2 separate regions of the Macaca mulatta genome follow, and region 2 is linked to region 1. A link is a contact called in public Hi-C data. All regions are on one chromosome and are shown on one strand. Each heading gives the region's core, a stretch centred on a gene start, on an enhancer-like site or on the middle of the called end of the contact. The rest is flanking DNA. Distances are from core to core; before and after follow the strand shown.

Region 1 (3,309 bases), core at 731-3,230:
AACATAAAGCGCACTTCTAAATGGCTCATGGGTCAAAGAAAAACAATTACTGGAAAAAAATTTTAAACACTTAGATTTGAACAATAGGAAACTGCTACACATCAAAACTTGTTCACCTTTATATTACAGGCTGAAACTGAAAGAACTGAACTTTTAACTCAGGTCAGAAAGCAAGCTGATCACAGTCCTCACCGATCACCATAGCTGATCCTGCAGGCTCTCAGTCACTGACCACAGACTCCCCTCACTGACTCCTAAACACCAATCACTGATCCCAAAGAGGCCCATCAATGACCCGAGAAATCCCTGTCACAGACAACCATCAACGGACGTCACAGACCCCCATCACCGAGCCCCGAAACCACCATCACTAATTCCACAGACAACTCCTCTATTACTGACTTCACAGAATTCCTAATTGCAACCAACCAAAATCATCACAGAGACCTCTTGGCAATAAAACGTGAAAATACTCCTGACACCAGCGGCGAACTAGCCCTCGGGGACCACTTCCACTTCCGGTCCGACTTCTAGCACTTCCCCTTGTGGTCTGTTGATATTGCGCATGCTCCAAATTAACTTGGAAGCAATTTCCGCCCACAGTCAACAGGGCGCAGACACATCTTTAGAGACATCGTGCAGTTTCCGTAATCGGAGCTATCGGGCAGAGAATATAACCGCGCCCTTATGGTGTTTATTCGTGTGGGCCGCCATCTTGGATGCGTATCGATTCCGTACAGTGGAGGAGTCCGCCTCTTGCAGGGTTGACTAGAGTAAGGCAAGGATTTTCACGTAGAATGCAAGACTGTTACCATAGTTTGGCCACGCTTATACCCAAGAAGAAGACGTTCCTGAAGATAGGATCTGGAGCTTTATTTATTTATGTATTTATTTAATTTTTTTAATACGGAGTCTTGCCTAGGCTGGAGTGCACTGGCGCCATCTCGGCTCACTGCAACCTCTGCCTCCCAGGTTCAAGCGATTCTCCTGCCTCCGCCTCCCGAGTAGCTGGGATTACAGGCAAGCGCCACTACACCCAGCTAATTTTTTGTGTTTGTAGTAGAGACGTGGTTTCACCATGTTGGTCAGGCTGGTCTCGAACTCCTGCCCTCAAATGATCCGCCCACCTCGGCCTCCCAAAGTGCTGGGATTATAGGCGTGAGCCACCGCGTCCGGCTGTTATATTTATAATAGCTAAGTTAGCCCTTGGTTAGGGCACACTGCAGAAAACAATGATTCCCTAGAAGAAACCATGGGGGAACAAGGAAGCCAGGGATCCTGAGAGAAATAAGGAAGATAAGAGGAGGCATTAGGATCGTACAATCTATTTTTTGGAGACACCACTCAGAAGGGTGGATTGGGATCCGAGTTCACTCCTGGGTGAAACCACTAGGCAAGAGGGAGTTATGTCACAATAGATAGTATCCTGCAGGAAGGGAGGTACAATTTTTAATAGTTGAAAACACATTAGGAAATAGGTTAGAAGTTGGGTTAGTACAATCCTCTCCTAGGAGATACCATGGAAGAGGGGTTAGAAGTCTAAGCATCCCCTTTGAAATGGCTCGTAGGAGGCTTTGGGAGGTATAGATATTTTAATCCCCTTAATCTCCATCAGCATCCACCCTAGCTACCTCAAGCATGGCTATAGCAGGCAGCAACAATAAAAATAATAATAGCCTTGGCCAGACACGTGGTTCACGCCTGTAATCCCAACGCTTTGGGAGGCCGAGGCAGGTGGATCATCTCAGTGGGGAGATCGAGACCATCCTAGCCAACATGGTGAAACCCTGTCTCTACTGAAAATACAAAAATTAGCTGGGTGTGGTGGCACACGCCTGTAGTCCCAGCTACTTTGGAGGCTGAGGCAGTAGAATCACTTGAACCCGGGACGTGGAGGTTGCAGGGAGCTGAGATGGAGCCACAGCACTCCAGCCTGGTGACAGAGGGAGACTCCAAAGAGCTGGGATTATAGGCGTGAGCCACTGTGCCTGGCCAGGGAGTTTTTTTTGTTGTTGTTGTTGTTTTAATTGCAAAGAGATGTTGAATTTTGTCAAATGCTTTTTCTGTTTCTATTGTGATGACCATATGATTTTTGTCCTTCATTCTGTTAATGTGATGTATTGCATGTATTAATTTGCATATGTTAAACCATCTTTGCTTCCCTGGGATAAATCCCACTTGATCATCATGTATATAATCTTTTTGACGTGCTATCGGATTTGGTTTGCTAGTATTTTGTTGAGGATTTTTGCATCTGTGTTTATCAGAGATCTTGGCCTGTAGTTTTCTCTTTCTTCTGTCCTTGTCTGGTTTTAGTATAAGGGTGGTGCTGGCCTCACAGAATCAGTTTGGAAAAATTCCTTCCCCTTCAATTTTTTTGGATTAGTTTGAGAAATATTGGAATTTGTTCTCCCTGAAAAGTTTGGTAGAATCAAATCCAAGAAGGGGATGATGGGAACCTCTAATTTTCAGGCAAACTAGACAGTTGTTGGTAATCAGGTGACTTAGTAGTTGTCATTGGCATCTGAAGAGGTGGGCAGTCTTGTGGGACTGAGCAATTAACCTGTAAGGTCTGTGCTGACTCAGGTTAGTGTCAGACTTGAATTCAATTGTAGGACACCCAGGCAGGGAGGGTTGGAGAAGCTGTGTCAGAAAAACTCCACATATTTTGTGTTAGAAATGAAACATTCTGGAAGTATTGAGTGTTGTGAGAGTATATTTTTAAAAACCAGTTTGTTTTTCCTATGCAACTGTATAAAAAGACATATCAAGTCTCACTCCCCCCGCCACCCCAATCACTATAGGTTACCACTATAGGTATTGTTTCCGGTTCACGTTTCCAATACTTCTTTTTTGCTATCTTTTCTTTTTTTAGTGCATATAAACAAATGCTTATGTCTAATCTGATTTCCTTTTCTTTTTTTAGACAAACTATGTTATACTGTTCTATACTTTCCATTTTTTTATATATTCTAGAATTAATGTCATTCTGTAGAGATGACATTTTTTTTTTCTGCTATGTGTGTACCGGCTGCATAAAACTTTATGATGTGACTGTGGTGATTTGAGCTGCTGCCGTTATCAAATACTAAGCATCTATGTGGACCTTCCTCCCTCCCTCCCTCTCTCTCTCTTTCTTTCTTTGACGGAGTTTTGCTCCAGGCTGGAGTGCAGTGGTTCGATCTTGGCTCACTGCAACCTCTGCCTCCCAGGTTCAAGCGATTCTCCTGCCTCAGCCTCCTGAGTAGCTGGGATGACAGGCGCGTGCCACAACGCCCAACGAATTCTTTGTATTTTTAGTAGAGACGG
Region 2 (3,273 bases), core at 405-2,904, 220 kb after region 1:
CAGTGGGCTGGAGCTGCAGGTTCGCAGGGTCCGTGAAGGAAGCCTGGCTCAGTCTGTTTAGTTCCGTCTTCTCGGGTTTCTACCTGAGACTAGAATACGGCGTAGTGAAGGTGGTGAGAGCTCAAGTGCCCGTGAAGGCCGGGTCAGCTGGAGCCTTAAGGTCCTGGCAGCGGCTAGAACAGGGAGGAGTGACGTTGTGTGACTGTATGTGTGAAACTTCGGCCATGGAATTTGGAGTTTGGGGTTTCCCGGGCGAGAGACCATGTCCAGTGACATCTGAGGTCGTGCGAATATGCGACCTTTTGTGTGACCATGGTCGCGTTTTATATTCTCGTGGCTGTTTGATTCTGACCTTGCATGTATTTGTTCTTTCTGGACTTCTCGAAGTGACAGTGTTACTGGATTTCATGACCCGGGATCGTGAGCGAAAAGTAGTGTGGCCAATCCGCCTGGATTCTAAACAGACTTGGCCTTACTAGCTGTGTCATCTCAGACTAGGTACTTAATTTCTCCATGCCTTTAGTCTTAATATCTTTTTTTTTTTTTTTTTTTTTTTTGAGACAGAGCCTCACTTTGTAACCCATGCTGGAGTGCTGCGGCGCGATGCTGGCTCACTGCTGCCTCGAACTCCCGGGCTCAAGCGATTCTCTGCCTCAGCCTTCCGAGTAACTGGGACTACAATCACGGGACACCCCGCCTGGCTGATTTTTTTTTTTTTTTTTTTTTTTAATTCTTAGAGATGAGGTCTCACTGTTGCCCAGGCTGGTCTCAAACTTCTGAGCTCAAGCGATCCTCCGCCTGGGCCTCACAAAGTGCTGGGGTTACAGGCAAGAGCCGCACAGGGCCGGTCTTAATACCTTTAATAAAGAGATAATAGGCCGGACGTGGTGGCTTACGCCTGTGATCCCAGCACTTTGGGTGGCCAAGGCGGACGGATCATTTGAGGTCTGGCGGTTTTTTCTCTTTTTCTTTCTTTCTTTTCTTTTTTTTAGACGGACTTTTGCTCTGTCGCTCAGGCTGGAGGGCAGTGGCGTGATGTCGGCTCACTGCAACCTCCGCCTCTCCGCCTCCCGGGTTCAGGCAGTTTTCCTGCCTCAGCCTCCTGAGTAGCTGGGACTACAGGCGCGTGCCACCACGCCCGGCTAATTCTTTTGTATTTTTATTAGAGACGGGATTCCACGATGTTGGTCAGGCTGGTCTGGAACTCCTGACCTCGTGATCTGCCCGCCTCGGCCTCCCAAAGTGCTGGGATTTCAGGCGTGAGCCACCGCGCCTGGCCAAGGGTAGCCAGTGGGAGGCTGCCAGGAGTGTAGTACGCTTGCGCAGTTTATCTCCTCGCACCCTCGCCCCCCCCCCAACTTTTTTCGGGTATCCAGCACAATTCTAGGAATTCGCCTCCCACCCATTTTGAGTAGACGCGCCACTAGCGCATTCCCACGCACAAACCTTTTCCCTGCGGCCAACCCGCGGTTCTCAACTCCCCGCCCTGGTTGCTAAGTGGGGTGCACGGAGCGCTTGTGCCTACCATACCAGCCACTGTAGTGTAATGCTGGGTCCCGTCCCTGTGACCCAGCCAGGCTAGGAGCTGCAGGGAATCCGGACTTTCGGGCTCTCTGGAAGGCAGGGGAAGAGGCCAGCGTGGGAGGACCTGGTGGGGAGGGGGCAGTGTTACAAACCCTGCGCGGAGCTGCCCTGTTGCTGCCAGACCCTACGGCGCCGCGACCTTTTCTACTCCGGACTACGTTTCCCAGCTGCCCCCGCGGGAGCTGGGCCCGCGGCCCCTTTGTGTCCTCCGGGGGCCGAGGCAGCTGAGGCGCTTCTTTCCGGGCCCGTAGGGGCTGGGTTCCATCCAACTCAGGGTAGGGGTGTGATCCAAGCGAAGATTCCCCAAGCCTTTGGGGCGGGAACGGGCTCTTCCCCCAGCTCTGTTCTGCAGGTAGGGAGTGGGCTGAGGAGTGGCGTGTGGTTCTCCGGAAGCTCGTCCCAGGCCCTCTGTGTGACTCCGGTGCAAGTGGAGGTTGGTACCGTAGTGCGAGGCTGTCACCGCGTGTGCCTGTCCACGTCCTGTGTGACTGGGTGCGAGGGAGTCAGTGGCACCGTGGAGTGTGAGGCTGTGAGTTGGGGGGGGAGCGGGCGAGTGTTCGCTGCCCCTTGTTGGGCCGATACCCGCGGCCTCTTTGTGACTGGGTTGTGAGACTGTCGCTTGTGATAGATACCCTGGTGTCTGAGCCTTGCCGGTATGGGAAAGGGTGCCCGTGTGAGACAGTCCATACCCATGGCCTCTGACTGTGGCGTGGGTAAGACGGTGGTTGGCACTGTAGTTTTTCAGACTCTGATTATGTGGGGCATTGAATGAGAGACTGTGTGCCACCGAGAGGCTTTTAAAGCCGGCTCAAGTCATATCAATGTGCCACCAAGTTTCAGAATCACTGATTTATTGGAGAGGAGGATTGTGGAGTCAGGTCCTCTTTTATTTGATCTTGGTGCTCTTATTTATTAGTTCTGTGTCTTTATGTGAAAGCTTACATTCCTCTGAGTCTGTATTTGTAAAACCTAGAACATCTGGTGTTAAGCTAAGGAATTGGAAAATGATTTAGGCATGAGTTAAATTGTATGTAAACAAACTCCTAGGTCTCCATTATGTTCTCTATATTGGAGGGAAGGTTGCAAGAGGAGGAAAGAGAATCCTAAAAAGTCTAGACTGGTGATTCTGGATGCTGCAAGAAAAGTCTAGTTTCTCATGTTCTTTTCCCCATCTCAGTTATCTGAGGCCACTGCCATTTCCCAAGAGAAGAGCAAGGAGGGAGAAAGAATGGCTGTTGGGCTTCTTAAAGCCATGTACCAGGTGCGTTGGTGTTTTCTCTATTTCCTGAATACCTGTCTGCTTTTCAGAACAAGCAGATACTAATTTTCCTTCTGCTGAAACGTTTCTGGGTAACCAGTCATATCACTTATCAACACTCTCCACTGGATTCCCATCTTATTCAAGATAAATGCTTAAGTCCTTGTCTTGACCTGCAGGGCCCTGCATAATCTGGTCCCTGACTGTCCCTCTGACTTCATCTAATTTTTCTCACCCTGTCTTTAACTCAGTCACTCAGTTCCAGCAACACTAGCTTCCTTGTAATGTGGTGAGTACATTCTTTCTTATTCTTTTTTTTTTTTTTGAGACATAGTCTCACTCTGTCACCAGGCTGGAGTGGAGCGGCCGCGATATGGGCTCACTGCAACCTCCGCCTCCCGAGTTCAAACAATTCTCCTGCCTCAGCCTCC

What was found. Hi-C and Micro-C count contacts between places; a contact is called where the count stands out from the background.
Region 2: a Hi-C map of fetal cortex germinal zone shows a contact between it and region 1, with 5 times the contacts expected there. The contact joins the promoter of ZNF793 here to the promoter of ZNF585B in region 1. A contact is called at or near these places in 2 of 14 Hi-C or Micro-C datasets (blood and fetal cortex germinal zone).

The regions. Positions count from the first base shown.
Region 1 is chr19:48,356,322-48,359,630 of T2T-MMU8v2.0, forward strand. ZNF585B (zinc finger protein 585B) reads right to left here and starts at 1,981. Exons shown (of 5, transcript XM_077982393.1): 1 at 1,952-1,981. All of the region lies in intron 1 of ZNF875 (zinc finger protein 875), which reads left to right. All of the region lies in intron 1 of ZNF383 (zinc finger protein 383), which reads left to right. It overlaps LOC144337446 (a long non-coding RNA gene), which reads right to left and starts at 494. Exons shown (of 2, transcript XR_013410609.1): 1 at 1-494.
Region 2 is chr19:48,575,564-48,578,836 of T2T-MMU8v2.0, forward strand. It overlaps ZNF793 (zinc finger protein 793), which reads left to right and starts at 1,655. Exons shown (of 7, transcript XM_077982522.1): 1 at 1,655-2,113; 2 at 2,762-2,845. The coding sequence starts at 2,813. The region is part of intron 3 of ZNF569 (zinc finger protein 569); the gene reads right to left.